2 separate regions of the Mus musculus genome follow, and region 1 is linked to region 2. A link is a contact called in public promoter capture Hi-C data. All regions are on one chromosome and are shown on one strand. The core of a region is the stretch at or near the end of the contact, and the rest is flanking DNA. Distances in the headings are between cores, read along the strand shown. Region 1 has its middle 240 kb from the start of 5031426D15Rik. Region 2 holds the start of 5031426D15Rik (RIKEN cDNA 5031426D15 gene).

Region 1 (6,505 bases), core at 1,396-3,895, 240 kb before region 2:
ATATTTTTTATTTTTGTTTGTTTACTTTTTTAAACTTGAGTTGCTGAACAGATAGTCTGTGCATATTGCTGCTGTTGTTTATGAACAGAGCTGGTCTTGAATTTATAGCATTCCTCTTCCCTCACCCTTCTTAGTACTGAGATTATAGACATGAACCACAGTGTCTAACTAATAACATGTTTTTGATGATTACTCCCTTCATGCCATTTTCCCCTATGATCATAAGGTAATTTCTCAGATAATAGCCAGCCCCAGAGTTGAACTCACCCCTCTGACAGTGGCTTCTATCCACACCTGTGTCAGGCAAAATGGAAAAGCTGGAAATAGCAATGGGAAGCAGGCCTGCCCAGTCTTTGTCCCGATAGATGGGGATGTTCTGGGAGTTAGAGCACAGTGGCACAAATTGAAGTCTAAATGCAGATAGCCTCGGTGCTGTGGATCATGAGAACAGGTAAAAGGAAGATGGTTCTCCGTTGTCAAAATACTATCTGAAAGTGGAAATGACACTTGATCCGACATGTGCAGGGTAGTTGGGGTTAACTAGGTAAGAGCAAGCTGTAAATAAAGCATTGAGCTGTGAGAAACACTGCCCAGTAGTAGAGTCCATGACACATCCTAACTCAGAGGAGATGATAGCCTGATCACAAAATATCTTTGCTTTTTGGAAACCCAAGAAGTGACCAAAGAAAATGGGGTGCTCCAGAGCAGGACTCTTCAAAAGGAAAATGGAATCTCCTGATGTCTTACAGGTCATTTTTCAGAACCCTGTAAAATACTCCTCTCTTTTCTCTTCTTCTCTTCTCTTCTCTCCTCCCCTCCCCTCCCCTCTCCTCTCCTCTCCCCTCCCCTCCCCTCCCCTCCTCATCCTCTCCTCCTCTCTTCTTCTTCTTCTCCTTCTTCTTCTCCTTCTTCTTCTCCTTCTTCTTCTTCTTCTTCTTCTTCTTCTTCTTCTTCTTCTTCCAATCTCTCTCCCTCTCTCTCTCTCTCTCTCTCTCTCTCTCTCTCTCTCTCTCTCTCTCTCTCTCTCTCTCTCTGCACCTAGTGCTCAATCACTAGTTGGATAGACTGAGTGGCCAATGAACTCTGAGGCATCCCCTACCCTCTGAGCCACAGGATGACAGTTGTGTGGCAAAGTGTCCAGCTTCCTCACATGAGTGATGGAGATCTGAACTTGGGTCTTCGTGCTTCATCAGTCACTTTACCTTAAGCTATCTACCAGGTCCCAACTCAAGCTTTAACCCTGGAATGGAAAGACTTAATTGCTAAGCAACCACAGCAACACATACTGAGGACTAGAATCGCATCTTGATCATATCTCAGATTTCACAAATGTCTGCTTCCTGCTTAGGGGAGACTGGTCTTGTTGTTATAGAAACAACAGAACCCTAAGTGTTTAAGTGCTGACATTTCACAAGAAGCTTCACCCCTACCTTTAACTGAGACTCAACCCCACTGGACATGTGGCATCCACTGATAAAGGGCCGATTGATTCCTCTGGCTTCAGGCTTTATACCTATTAATATGCTAAGAGGACTCTAAGCAATAGCACACAAAATCTGTAGATTATACCTCACTGTGAATTAATCATTGAATCCTGTCGTGGGAAGAGCCTTAGTTCTAGGAGAGACAAAATCAGAGAACAGTTATGGGGGAGCTGATGCTGAACAATGAGAAGCTTTGTAGAGAAGGGAAGCAGCTCACACTGTCCACTGTCCTTCATTCATCTCCCACCAGTGTGGGGCTTGTGAGCTTGCAGCATGGAACCCCCAAACACTGGCTGTTGGCTTCATTGCTTCTTCTGCTGGGCTTGGGCTCAATGGCTCACCCACAGCATCACTTTGTCATACTAAAACTGTAAAACCTAGGCTTGGGGCTACGTAATTTAGTATAGTGGTAGAGTACTTGTCCACTCTGTGCAATGCCCTAAATTCTATTCCCAGCAGGAAAAAAAAAAAAAGTCAACCAGTTCATTTATTTATTCAGTAGCTCTCAACTATAGGTACTCATAGAAACTGAAGCAGGAATTCATTCCCATTGGAATAAAAGGCCAGCTCTGGGTTTAAAGGCTCAACCAGAGGCAATATACAGAGGCAATATAGACAGGCTACAGGGAGTGCCAGTGAGTGAGGCAAGTGCTGCCTTCTGTGAGGCAGCAGCCCAAGCCAGCACCAAATGCCTTTCCAAGCTGCTAGGAAGGATTAAATCCAGGGAACTCCAACAGAGAAAGATGCAAATATTCTCAGGAACAGAGGGAAATGGGAGCCTGAGTTCCAAATGTCAATTACTAGAAGTCTCCAGAGGCTGGTTAAAAATAGATATGCAGGTTCACTTCGTTCACTTCTTGGGAAGGGTCATCCTATCATATCAGATTCCCATCAACTTCTTATCACCCAAGAGCTGCGTTGTCAACCATTTGCAATTGGAAGTTTCAGTTATCCCATTGTCACGGCGCCCAAATTAGCACAGAGCTGAGACTTTCAATTAAATCCCAAATGCCACAGTTTACGGGTTACCATAGAACAACGTGCACAAGATAGACACAAAAGAAGCTCAAGACATAGAAGCATGGCGTGACCTGGCTTAGTGTTTTCCCAAGTAGCCTGCTCCTGCGTGTCTGTGCCAGAGCACAGAGGAGAGGGACGGGACTGGGAATAGGCCCAGCCACCAGCAGGCAGGTTGCGCCAGCCAAGAAGCAGCATGGGTTGAGGACAGAGAAGTTACGTCCTTTCTGTCCATTACTGCTGCCACCCCTGCCTTGATAAAGTTCCTCACACTCTAACAGTCCTCTCTGCTGTGCCCAAGCAATAATGTACAAGTGAAGAAGGTTGAGTCTGAATGACTCATGGACATCAGTTTGCAGTAGGCTCCAAACTAGACCTCCTAGTTGAAGGAACTGCAGTGCAGATATGCCTGAACAGAAAACCCTCTCAAAGGCAGTTTGATTTGACTAGAGTATTCGGTGCTTGGTTTTTTGAGGGGAACAATGGATTTGCTTTCCTAATTAGTTTTAGGCTAAGCTAGTATTAAACTTGTATTCTGTTCTGTGAACCCTTCCTGGCTGGAAACAAACAATGCCGAAGAGGAACAGAAGTGGAAGGGAGGAACCAAATATACCAAAAGCTTAGAAAAAGGGGACATAAAGACAAAATAAACAATTTACAAAACATCCAATCTCGATTTGATTTTAGAGAGAAGGATGCTAGTATGCTGTGTGTGTATGAGTTTGTGTGTTATATATGTGTGTGTTATATATGTAGGTATGTGTGTATGTTTTTGTGTGTTATATATTTGTACGTGTGTTATGTATGTATGTGTGTGTGTTTGTGTGTTATATATGTATGTGTTATATATGTAAGTATGTGTGTATATTATGTGTGTGTTTTACATATGTGTGTATGTGTGTTATGTATGTATATGTGTATGTTATGCATGTGTGTATGTGCATATTATGTGTGTGTGTTTTACATTGTGTGTGTGTGTGTGTGTGTGTGTGTGTATATACCTAGGCAAGCATCAGGTATATCCCTCTCTTGTATTACTCTCTCCTTTGGGTTTTGAAACATAACCTTTTACTGAACCCAGGTTGACTGATTGGGCAAAACTAGCTGACCAGTGACTTTCAGGGATCTTCCTGTCTTGGCCTTCCCAGTGCTGAGACCACAGGGTGTGGCTTTTAAGTGGGTTCTGGGAATCCACACCCAGCTTCTCATGGTAGTTAAGCAAGCCCTTTACTGACTGAGGTATCTCTCCAGCCCTAACTTCTCAGTGGACATTTTCTTCTCACTAGATTGGTACTTGTATCTCTTTGTGAGTATCTGTGGTTTAATCTAGTGTGTCTCCTGCTTTACCTCAATCCAAATTACTTCACCCATGTCCCAAGATACTGGGACATCACAACCAAGCCATTTATGTCTCTGCAGTGTTTGCTTCTACAAAAAGGCAAGTGTTTTAAGAATAAGTCTTAAGAGAAATCAAATCTATTTCTATTGACAGAAGTCCATTAGAACTCAGATATTCTAGGGACTGGGATATTATTTGGTTGATGTGTGCAGAGTACAAGAAAGCCCCTAGTTGCCCAGCAGTGGTGACTCATGCCTTTAATCCCAGCACTTGGGAGGAAGTGGCAGGCGGATTTCTGAATTCGAGGCCAGCCTGGTCTACAGAGTGAGTTCCAGGACAGCCAGGGCTACCCAGAGAAACCCTGTCTCGAAAAACGAAAAGAAAAAAGAAAGCCTCTGGTTTGTTTGCCAGCTCTTTATGTTGCAGTTGTAGTAGTTCATGTCTATAATCTCAGCACTGGGGTAGCTGACACAGGGAGATCAGAAGTTCAAGGCCATCTCTGCCAGATAGGAAGTTTGAGGACAGCTTGGAATACATGAAACCCTATCTAAGAAAACATACTGAGAGATGACCCAGTGGGTAGAGACTGAGTTTAATCTTTGTAACCCACATAATAGAAGAAATTGTGCACTGACTCCCACAGTGAACATGCTGTGTCAATCACGCACACAGGATCTGTATCCCTGAGCTACAGTCCCAGCTCATGCTTCTCTCTGATGTCAGCATTATTTATCTGGCCTTTCCCACCATGTAAGTGGCCTTTCTCCAAATGGGTAAAAGTCAAAGGTCCTACAAAGCCAACTCTGTTAAGAATCACTTATAGGGTTTAGGTCAAGAGGCCAAGCTGCTTCAGCAATCCTGTCGTCTCTGCTGGGTCCCGGTTGGATTGCTTTAGAGTCAGGAGCCAGTGGGATGCGGTGCCCTCTAATTGCTCTACACATGACCTATACTCCCCAAAGAATAACAAATGACCACCTTGTGGTTCTTGCTCTTGCTCAGAATAGATTTAAACTCATCATATGCATGAGCCCGGCCAATTACAGCAGCCGTCACAAGAACTTTTCTTGCCCGGTTACTAAAGATATGGAATCCTAAGTATCGGGGCCTTAGGTAAATGTCAAAGCACCACACGGCTAATCAGTCATGGAAGAATTGAAAGCTGGGAGTGCTGACTGAAAGGCATGAGCGTTCTTCACCTCCCAATCTGATGATTGACATCTACCACATCCACACTCTTTCTCAGATAAGGGAAAATCTCATAGAAGTAAGTTGGGCCCCCTGATTCCAGAAAAGATAATATATTTGGTAATGTAGCAGCTGCACAGATGGGAGGTTGAGTGAAGGAACATATGTGAGAATCTGGGGAGATCTCTCAGTGAGTAAAGTGCTTGCTGCATAAGCGTGAGGATCTGAACTCAGATCCCAGGCATCCAACGATGGAAAAAGCCAAGCCTGGTGCCACACATCTGTAAGCCCAGGACTGGGGTAAAAGGCAGGCAGATCCCAGGGGCTCACTGGGTAACCAGTATAGCCAAAACAGCAAGCTTTGGCTCCAGTAGAAAATCCCTGTCTCAAAATAGTAAGATAATAGAAGCAGAAACCTGGAGTCAAACACACAGACGAGCGCTCACACACACACACACACACAAACACATGAGTGTACCTGCATACACATGCTCACACATTAATTTGGATGGACACACACAGTGAACATATATGAAATCCCATCTATGATTTTGCTAAGAAAAAAATTTCTAATAATGCGAAATGGTAACTATTAAAATAGCCTTTACCTCTGTCCCTCACGCTGCCTTTACAGCACAGTCCATCGCTCTTGCTTCAAGACTCTGTAAGCCAGATCATTATTTGAAACCCCTGCAGTCCCAATGCCGTTTCTGAGCAGAGATTTAATGTGCGAGTCCTAGAGTGAGATTTCTGATTACTAAGACTTCATTATCTTTATGAAACAAGCGGCAATACATGCGGGCAAGTTTTATCATAGGCTGTTAAATCTGAGCCACCATTGTCAAAATAAATGGAGGAAGCATATTGTGTGATTTGCTCTCCCTAGTATCTTTTTTTTCTGTCTGTTTGCATATCCACTCATCTGCAAAATGTGGTAATTCACAATGGGTCCCTCTGTCATTAGTCTGAATTAGGAAGTTCCTACTGTATTTTAAGAAATCAAATTGAAGTCCTCAGGAGGTTGAAACGCTTGAAATTATCTAAATGATTTTCATTATCATAGCTCAGATTTTTATTAAACATGTTATTACTTTTCAGAAATAATGAACAATAATATAATAATTAATAATCAAACATATATCAAGGGGTACTTCATCTCAAACTTCAAAATTAAATGGCTGATGATCAGGGCCCATGGCAGGGAAAAGCAGCTGTTAGTCTCTGTGTTTCTTTTTTTATTTGGGGTTTGATTTGGTTGTTTGGTTGTTTGGTTTGGTTTGGTTTTGGTCTTGGTTTCAGTTACAAGTTGTGTGTGCCAGTTTACACTAGTATCCCAGCATTCACGAAATTGAGACAAGAGAATTCCCACTAGTTCAAATCTAACCTGGGCTCCATAGTGTGTTCCTGCTAAGCCCGGGCTCCTGTGACTCAAGAACATAGCATGATGCTTCTTTAATTTCTCCATTTACTTACTTCTTCA
Region 2 (6,933 bases), core at 3,328-5,827:
CACCCTCACGCTGCAGGAAGATAAAGCACGCTGCTCATCTCGGATGAACGCTTCGTCTCGTTCTGTCCTCGGGCCACAATCAATTGTACATCATTAACAAGACACAAAATCTTTACTAATTAGCTTTTATGATTATATTGTTATTGCATTGGGGCTTTTCAAGCATTGGAAATCGAGGAGATAGGATGCCCAGAAAAGAGCCCTGTGCAAAGGGGAGGACCAGAAGGGGAGGACCAGGAGCTCACCAGCCCTGTCATCATCAGACATTTTCAATCCATTCCCATCTGTAATTTTCAGTTCGATTCACTGTTAAGATTAATATTTTAGTAAGAGACTGACAAGTGTTAGAAGAAAGAGAGAAGAATATTGAGTGTGCTTTCTCACCAGACAGAAGTCAGCTGTGGAAGTGATCTAACAAGAATAATTATTCATTTTCTCTCTGCTCAAAATCTTCAAGGCTATTGATAATCCTCCATAGCTTTGTTACATGTTGCTCTCCTCAAGATATGAAAAAATAAGAATTCTCCTAATTCGGAAGATATATCTTTTACACTGGTATATATTTCAAATGGATCAAAGATTTAATTTGATAATATATAATAATAAATTTACCAAAAGTATTCATGGGAAGATTTAAATCGTCATATGAAACTCGAGCATCTTACGAGAAAAATTAGGTAAATTCAATGATTTTTTTTTCAGAACAGAAGTATTTTTTAATTAGGTATTTTCTTCATTTACATTTCCAATGTTATCCCAAAAGTACCCCATACCACCCCCCACTCCCCTACCCACCCACTCCCACTTCTTGGCCCTGGCAGTCCCCTGTACTGAGGCATATAAAGTTTGCAAGACCAAGGGGCCTCTCTTCCCAATGATGGCCGACTAGGCCACAATGATATAATTTTTAAAAATGGCATGGCAAAGTAGCACACTCAAAGCAAAGCAGCCATAAATAAAGTTTTAAAATACATGAAAAAATTTTGCAATTCATACATACCATTATCCAAGGCCAAATATGTAGAGTTGCTATAAGTCAAAATGACAATTTCCAACACACCTGAAGAGAAAGAAGCAAAGGCTATGAATGGCCATTTCCTAGAGAAGGATATTTCTCCTTTCTCTAGAGTGTATAGGCAGATGCCCAATACTGCTTGTAATAATTAAGTAATGTTGAGATACCATGTTTTGATTATCAGGTTGAAAAAGGTCAGAAAATTTGATGACAAATTGTATTATACTGGGGTAAGAAACAGACCTTCCCTTACTGCTGAAGGGAGTGTACAAAACCGAAGAGGGAGATTCGGCAGTTTCTAACAAAAATGGCAAATGTGCAGCCCTTCTGATTCAGCCATTCCACCTCTAGGAATTTACACTACAAATACACTGTGAAAGACTCACTTTAAAAACTACTCATTCCTGCATTGTTTGAAGAAAACCAGGGCTAGAAAACAACCTGACTCTTCCTCCGAAGGAGACTCGTCTGAGTTATGAGAGCAATTCTGTGGAGCAGAATGACTCTACACAGTAACAATGAGATTGTTCTTCATGCACAGATCTGGAAAAAAAATTCCCCAAGACGTACTGTTAGTGAAAAATAAAACAATATATAATGCAAACATGCTGTATCTTTTGTTCAAAGGGGAGAGAAAATCACATACACATGTATTTGTTGTTGTTTTAAGAAGATAAATCATGATCTGCAGTTCTTGGAGGATGGAGTGCTTGCTTCAAAGGCTCCAAACAGCCCAACACTTCTCTTTCTATAATTCTTTACTGGGCCAAGCAATCTCTATAATGATACTTAGACATTTTTTTTAAAGTATCTTGTATTGACTGCCTGCCAGAGCTTTAAATTTGTCACCATTGATCTCTCACGTGCGCGTTCTCTCTCTCTTGCTCTCTCTCACTCTTTCTTGCTCTCTCGCTCACTCTCTTGCTCTACCTCACAACAGAACTGCCAGAATGGTGATATTCTCTCCATTTTACAAATGAGAAAACTGAGGTTGACAGATGCAGAGTCAGTCGATCAAGGCCCCATAGCTGAGAAGTGGCAGAGGGAGTGTTTGAAACCAGGTCCATCTGGCTCTAAAGTTTATATGCTTTACACTGGGCCACACTGAGCAAGTATGCCCTGGCTACCTAGGGGAGGGGTATGGAAGTACTCATGTGAACTGGGTTTTTACCTCCAGCTATGCAAGACTACCCCCAGACTTTATAGCTTCAGATCATTAGGATCTGAGCAACCAGGACGGAGTGATTGCCTGTGGGCTACTCAGCGCTCCTTGGATGGACCTTGGATTCATCGTTAGATGAATCAGTTCAGAAGCATAATTTCACAATGACAGTAAGGACAGCAGAAATTAGTAACCTATTCAATTTACCATGACTATGTAGAGTATCCTCTAGTGTGCTTTCAAATCACCATTTCACAGTTTCAAAAGCAGAGGTTTTGATAAAGACCTGAAATCGCTATTTAACCTGCATTGGAGGTGGATGGCTCAGTTCTAAGCTGTGGTCCCCCTGGCTCCAGCACTCTTATCCATGGTTCTATACTCTCAGCCAAGTACGGCAACTGTAATTTCAATAGTAAAGTAAGAAGCTGACCCTGGAATACTAATATTGGGACATTCTTTGCCTATATGGCTGAGGTCAAGGAAGCTGTGGGGATCCCTTCATACAGCTCACACAAGGCAGAAAGTGGCAACGCGACTTTCAGGCACCCTGTGCATGTCTCAGTGGTTTAACTGCCTAACCAAGCTCTTCCTGCTTCCTTCTAGGTCCCATTACAAATAAAATCATCACTTGGAATTGTCTAGACCTAAGTAAGTTAGGGGAGATTACACTAGAAACAAATGGGAAAGAAAGGACAACTGAGAATCTGTTTGCCCGGCCTTTTAAGTTGTCTCATGTGGATGGATCAGCTCACAGATAATTTTATAGCAGCATCCTTCTTCCTTTTCCCTCTGTGTTTGATGGAGAGCTTACAAAACATCGATATCGAGTTATTTTCCTTTATTGCTGCTGCAAAACTTGCCTTAATAAGAAAGGAAAGAAAGAAAAATGGAAGCTTGTGGTCTGTCCACTCTATTTCTTCCAGAGAATCCCACAATCAAGGTTTAAGTCCTTTAAAACTCTTCTTTAGAGAAGGCATCTTCCAGTTGCTAGTATAAAATTCTCCAGGCCCCATACTAGCTTATAGATCTCTCTTTAGGGAAGTTACCTTTTCTCAGGTAACAGCTGCCAAGTGGTCAAGTAGGTATATGCCTCAGAGGAACTCAGACTTGGAGCACACATCTCTTTCCCCTGCATATAAGAAAAGTGGCTTGAAACCTGGTTATTGGCTTCTGTGAGCCTCGCTGCTAGCTTCTCTGCCATCTTATTAAATGCTGTGTACTGGATAAGGCAGTAAACCACCTGATCTAAAAGAACCACAAAAAGTGGATTGCACACAGTAGATGGCATTAAGATCTCACATCCTCCTGTAATGAGCCAGACCGTGCTTCCCCACGCTCGCTGTCAATGGTCCCACTCCACTCCACTCTCCAGCGCCTCAGGATTTAGTATAGCATACTCCACAGGATGACCCTCAAAGTCCTGCAAGGTAGCCACTTTCTTCCTATTCTATTTGCTTTATGGCACTCTGGACTTCTAGTCTTTTCCACATCTGATCAATCTTAGTCTCTACGATTAAGCCAGTCTTTCTGATGATTCACTCGCACTGCCTTATGTATTTCTATGTGACCTATGGTACTGGGCAATTTATTGGAAGACATTTATTATAGGTAATGGTACATTAATGGTATAATAGAATTAACATTTGGTGCATACGCATCTTCTGGGAGTCATCTGCTCTGTGAAGGATGACCCTCGATGCCTTTGTCTGAGTCTAAGAGGATGAACGCACTCGCCAGTGAGTTAAAGCTGTCAGAAGCCCTGTTACAGGGCTGGGAGAAGGAATCAACCTGTAAAGTGCTTGCAATCCAAACCTGAGAATCCTGAGTTCAGAGCCCCAGAAACCACATAAAAAACCACGTGTGTAACAGGAACATCCTCGTGCTGGGGGTGTGTGTTCTAGGGGCCTGTTGACCAGCCAGTTAAATAAACTGGCAAGCGCCAGAACCAATGTGGATCTCTGTGTCCAAAAGGAAGTTGGAGAACAATAGAGAAGGAACTTGTTGTCAATCACATATCTGTACACACACACATACACACACACACACACACACACACACACACACACACACACAAAGAAACTTCTAAACTTGACAAGGTCTGCTTTAGCTAACCATCAAGCTAAGCTTTGGCCAATGGATCCTGTCTCTTCAGCTCTTCTGCCCATCCCCCCTTCCCTTTGTCTCCCGCAGAAAAGAGAAGAACAGAGTGATTGATTTCATCTTCAGAGGACACTGAAGTGTTCAAGGCAGACCTCATGAAATGATGTCCCATTGGTCTTTGCATTGTTCACGTGATTTCATAAGAGAAAGAACTTGGTGTTTATAAACTGATCAGAGAAGACAGAAACTCTTACCACAAGCTAACCTTTTGTAAGATTTTATGCACATGTGTGTGTGTGTGTGTGTGTGTGTGTGTGTGTGTGTGTGTGTATGTATGTATGTGTGTGTGTGTACCATAGCATGCATATGAAGGTCAAAGGGCAATTTACTGGAATCAGCTCTCTCTTTCCACCATGTAAGTTCTGAGTTTCCTACTCAGGCAGGCTTGATAAGAAATGTCTTTACCTACAGAGCTGTCTCACAGACTCTCGCCTTTAACTTCATTTCCTCACCTTCCAAGTGGATAATCATAGTCACAGATATATCTCTTTGTCCTCGGCATCAAATGGGAGATGAACCAGAAGTCACCCTGCAAAGTCTGATCAGAGGCACCATCTTGGTTATCTGTCTCAGGGTTGTTTATGGCTTAAGGGAAATGCTTATGAAGTGTTAAACAGTCTTGGAGGGAGTCGCTAGACTAAATGTGAGTAATTCCTTAGGAGTCAGTAATGGGGACTCTCTGAAAGCTGTACTTTGGAGAAAAAAAAATGTTTACACCGAAATAAGCATGAATCTGTATCTCCGTTTCTGTGTCCATCTGTCTAGAGAGAAGGGTGTATGAAGGGAATTTGACAAGTTTCATCTGGAGAGGAAAACTTGCTCAAGCATGAGGATGCTGTTTCTCTGAAATCTGCACTTGGCTTCTTCCCAGGGATCTGACTTCTCCTGGGCTTTGCAGCTAAATTCTCAGGGATGTATCCTCAGAAGTACTGTCTGTACCAATTCAGCTGCTTCTAGAATGAGCCACATTTCAAAAGAGAGAAAAAAAAAAGAGAGAGAGAACAAACTGAAGAGTCAAGGAGATGAAAGTGAGAACACCAGCCATATGCCCAAGATATTCTCCACCATACCCTGGGGTTCTCCAGAGCCAGCGTATGGAGTGTGGAGCATCCTGGGGAAGCTTCCATGGAGAGACTCTAAGTTGGGTAGCTCAGTTTTGAAGGATTACATCACAGTCTGCTTCTCAAACATGTTAGAAAACAGAGAAAGAACAGGCCCACATTACCCTGCTGTGTATGAGGCAGGTGCTTTTGGTGGTGTGTTTTAAGAACAGGCTGATAAATTTCCCCTATCCCAGCATGTCCCAGACCAACTGTCATTATTCCTTGAGTTACTTTATGTTATGAATTTATATATATATATATATCAGTTACCAAAGTCAGCTCAACTTTATCAACCCATTTCCATATTGTGCTTTACTGTCAATAAGAGGTTGTGATTACCTTCCATAAATATTTGTTTAACTTTTATATTTTGTGTTCAGAATACAAATATTCTTTTCTTTTTTAAAGCAATATCACATGTATTTTACAAGTCCAATCAATCTAACATGGATTCTGTAGTTTGCTTTTCTGTTGCTGTGATAAATGCCATATCCAGAAGAAACTTAGGGAAGGAAATCATTTATTTCAGCTTTCACTTTAAGATCGCAATCCATCATTGAGGGAAGTCAGCACTGAGAACATGGAGAAGGTTGCCTACTGGCTTGCTCACTGTGTCATGCCCAGTTTGTTTTATTATACAGCTCAGGACCACATGCCTAGGGATGGTGCCACCTGGAGTGGACTGGGCCCTGCCACATCGATTAATCAAGACAGTCTCTCACAGATATGTTCAGAAACCAGTCTAATTCAGATAGTTCTACCATTAATGTTTCCTCTTCCAAGCTGAATTCTAGGTGGTGTCAGGTTGGCATTAAAAACTAAGCTACACAGTAGGGAACCAAACCAGGGTTGCTTGGAATATTCTCAAACCTTTAGCCTAGGTTAGTCAGTATATTTCAACCTTCTAAGAGTATTACATATTTTTTTCTCCTTGGATCCTTTTGGTCCATCAGCAGAAGGGCTGTCATCACATAACTATTGCCTGGCCTTTTCATAGACACAGAATGACCCCATTCCCCCAGGGGAAGGTACCTTGATTAGTTTCCTTTGTGAAAAATGTCTTTTCAGTCTTCTGGATCAAAGAGCATGAGGTGGATGCAAGCTGCTAGAATATTGAATTATCGTTTTCCTTTTCAATTAGCACCAGTTGCTGGCACCTTGTGTGACCCAAACTGAAAAAGAATTAGCATCAGCATCTTTTGTTTTGTTTCATTTTTTTTTTAATTTCAACACGGTGGTTATCGTCATACGCACTGCTGTCAGGATGCCTGGTGTGGGTTCCTAAACTCTCTCACCACTCAAAACAGCATGAAGTTACAAGCTGGAGAGGGACTGTCTTAGCTGACTTTTCAATCCTAGGTGTCTTCCTAGGGAAACTGGAGCTCAACCAACATAAGCTGGTTGTGGAAAAGATGTCTGTTAAGAGAGCACTAAAAGCAGGAAGGCGGAGCCGCGGGCCTTGAGCTTCTCCCCTCGTCCCCACAATCCCAGGG

The links. Promoter capture Hi-C pulls out the DNA fragments that hold promoters and counts their contacts.
Region 1: a contact with region 2 is called in a promoter capture Hi-C map of hippocampal neurons, with 2.2 times the contacts expected there. The contact joins the enhancer-like site here to the promoter of 5031426D15Rik in region 2. A contact is called at or near these places in 5 of 39 promoter capture datasets (the C10 cell line, embryonic stem cells, epiblast stem cells and 2 more) and 1 of 484 Hi-C or Micro-C datasets (cerebral cortex).

The regions. Positions count from the first base shown.
Region 1 is chr2:7,169,526-7,176,030 of GRCm38.p6, reverse strand. It overlaps a transcript of Celf2 not described here. Among named protein-coding and RNA genes, the nearest start is that of 5031426D15Rik, 240 kb to the right of the region's middle. Within about 2 kb of position 2,645, at least 16 of the 459 cell types and tissues checked have an H3K27ac peak or open chromatin away from gene starts, as enhancers often do. A contact at or near this core is called in cerebral cortex and hippocampal neurons, where this site is marked.
Region 2 is chr2:6,926,366-6,933,298 of GRCm38.p6, reverse strand. It overlaps 5031426D15Rik (RIKEN cDNA 5031426D15 gene), which reads left to right and starts at 4,577. Exons shown (of 1, transcript NR_027890.1): 1 at 4,577-6,933. It also overlaps a transcript of Celf2 not described here.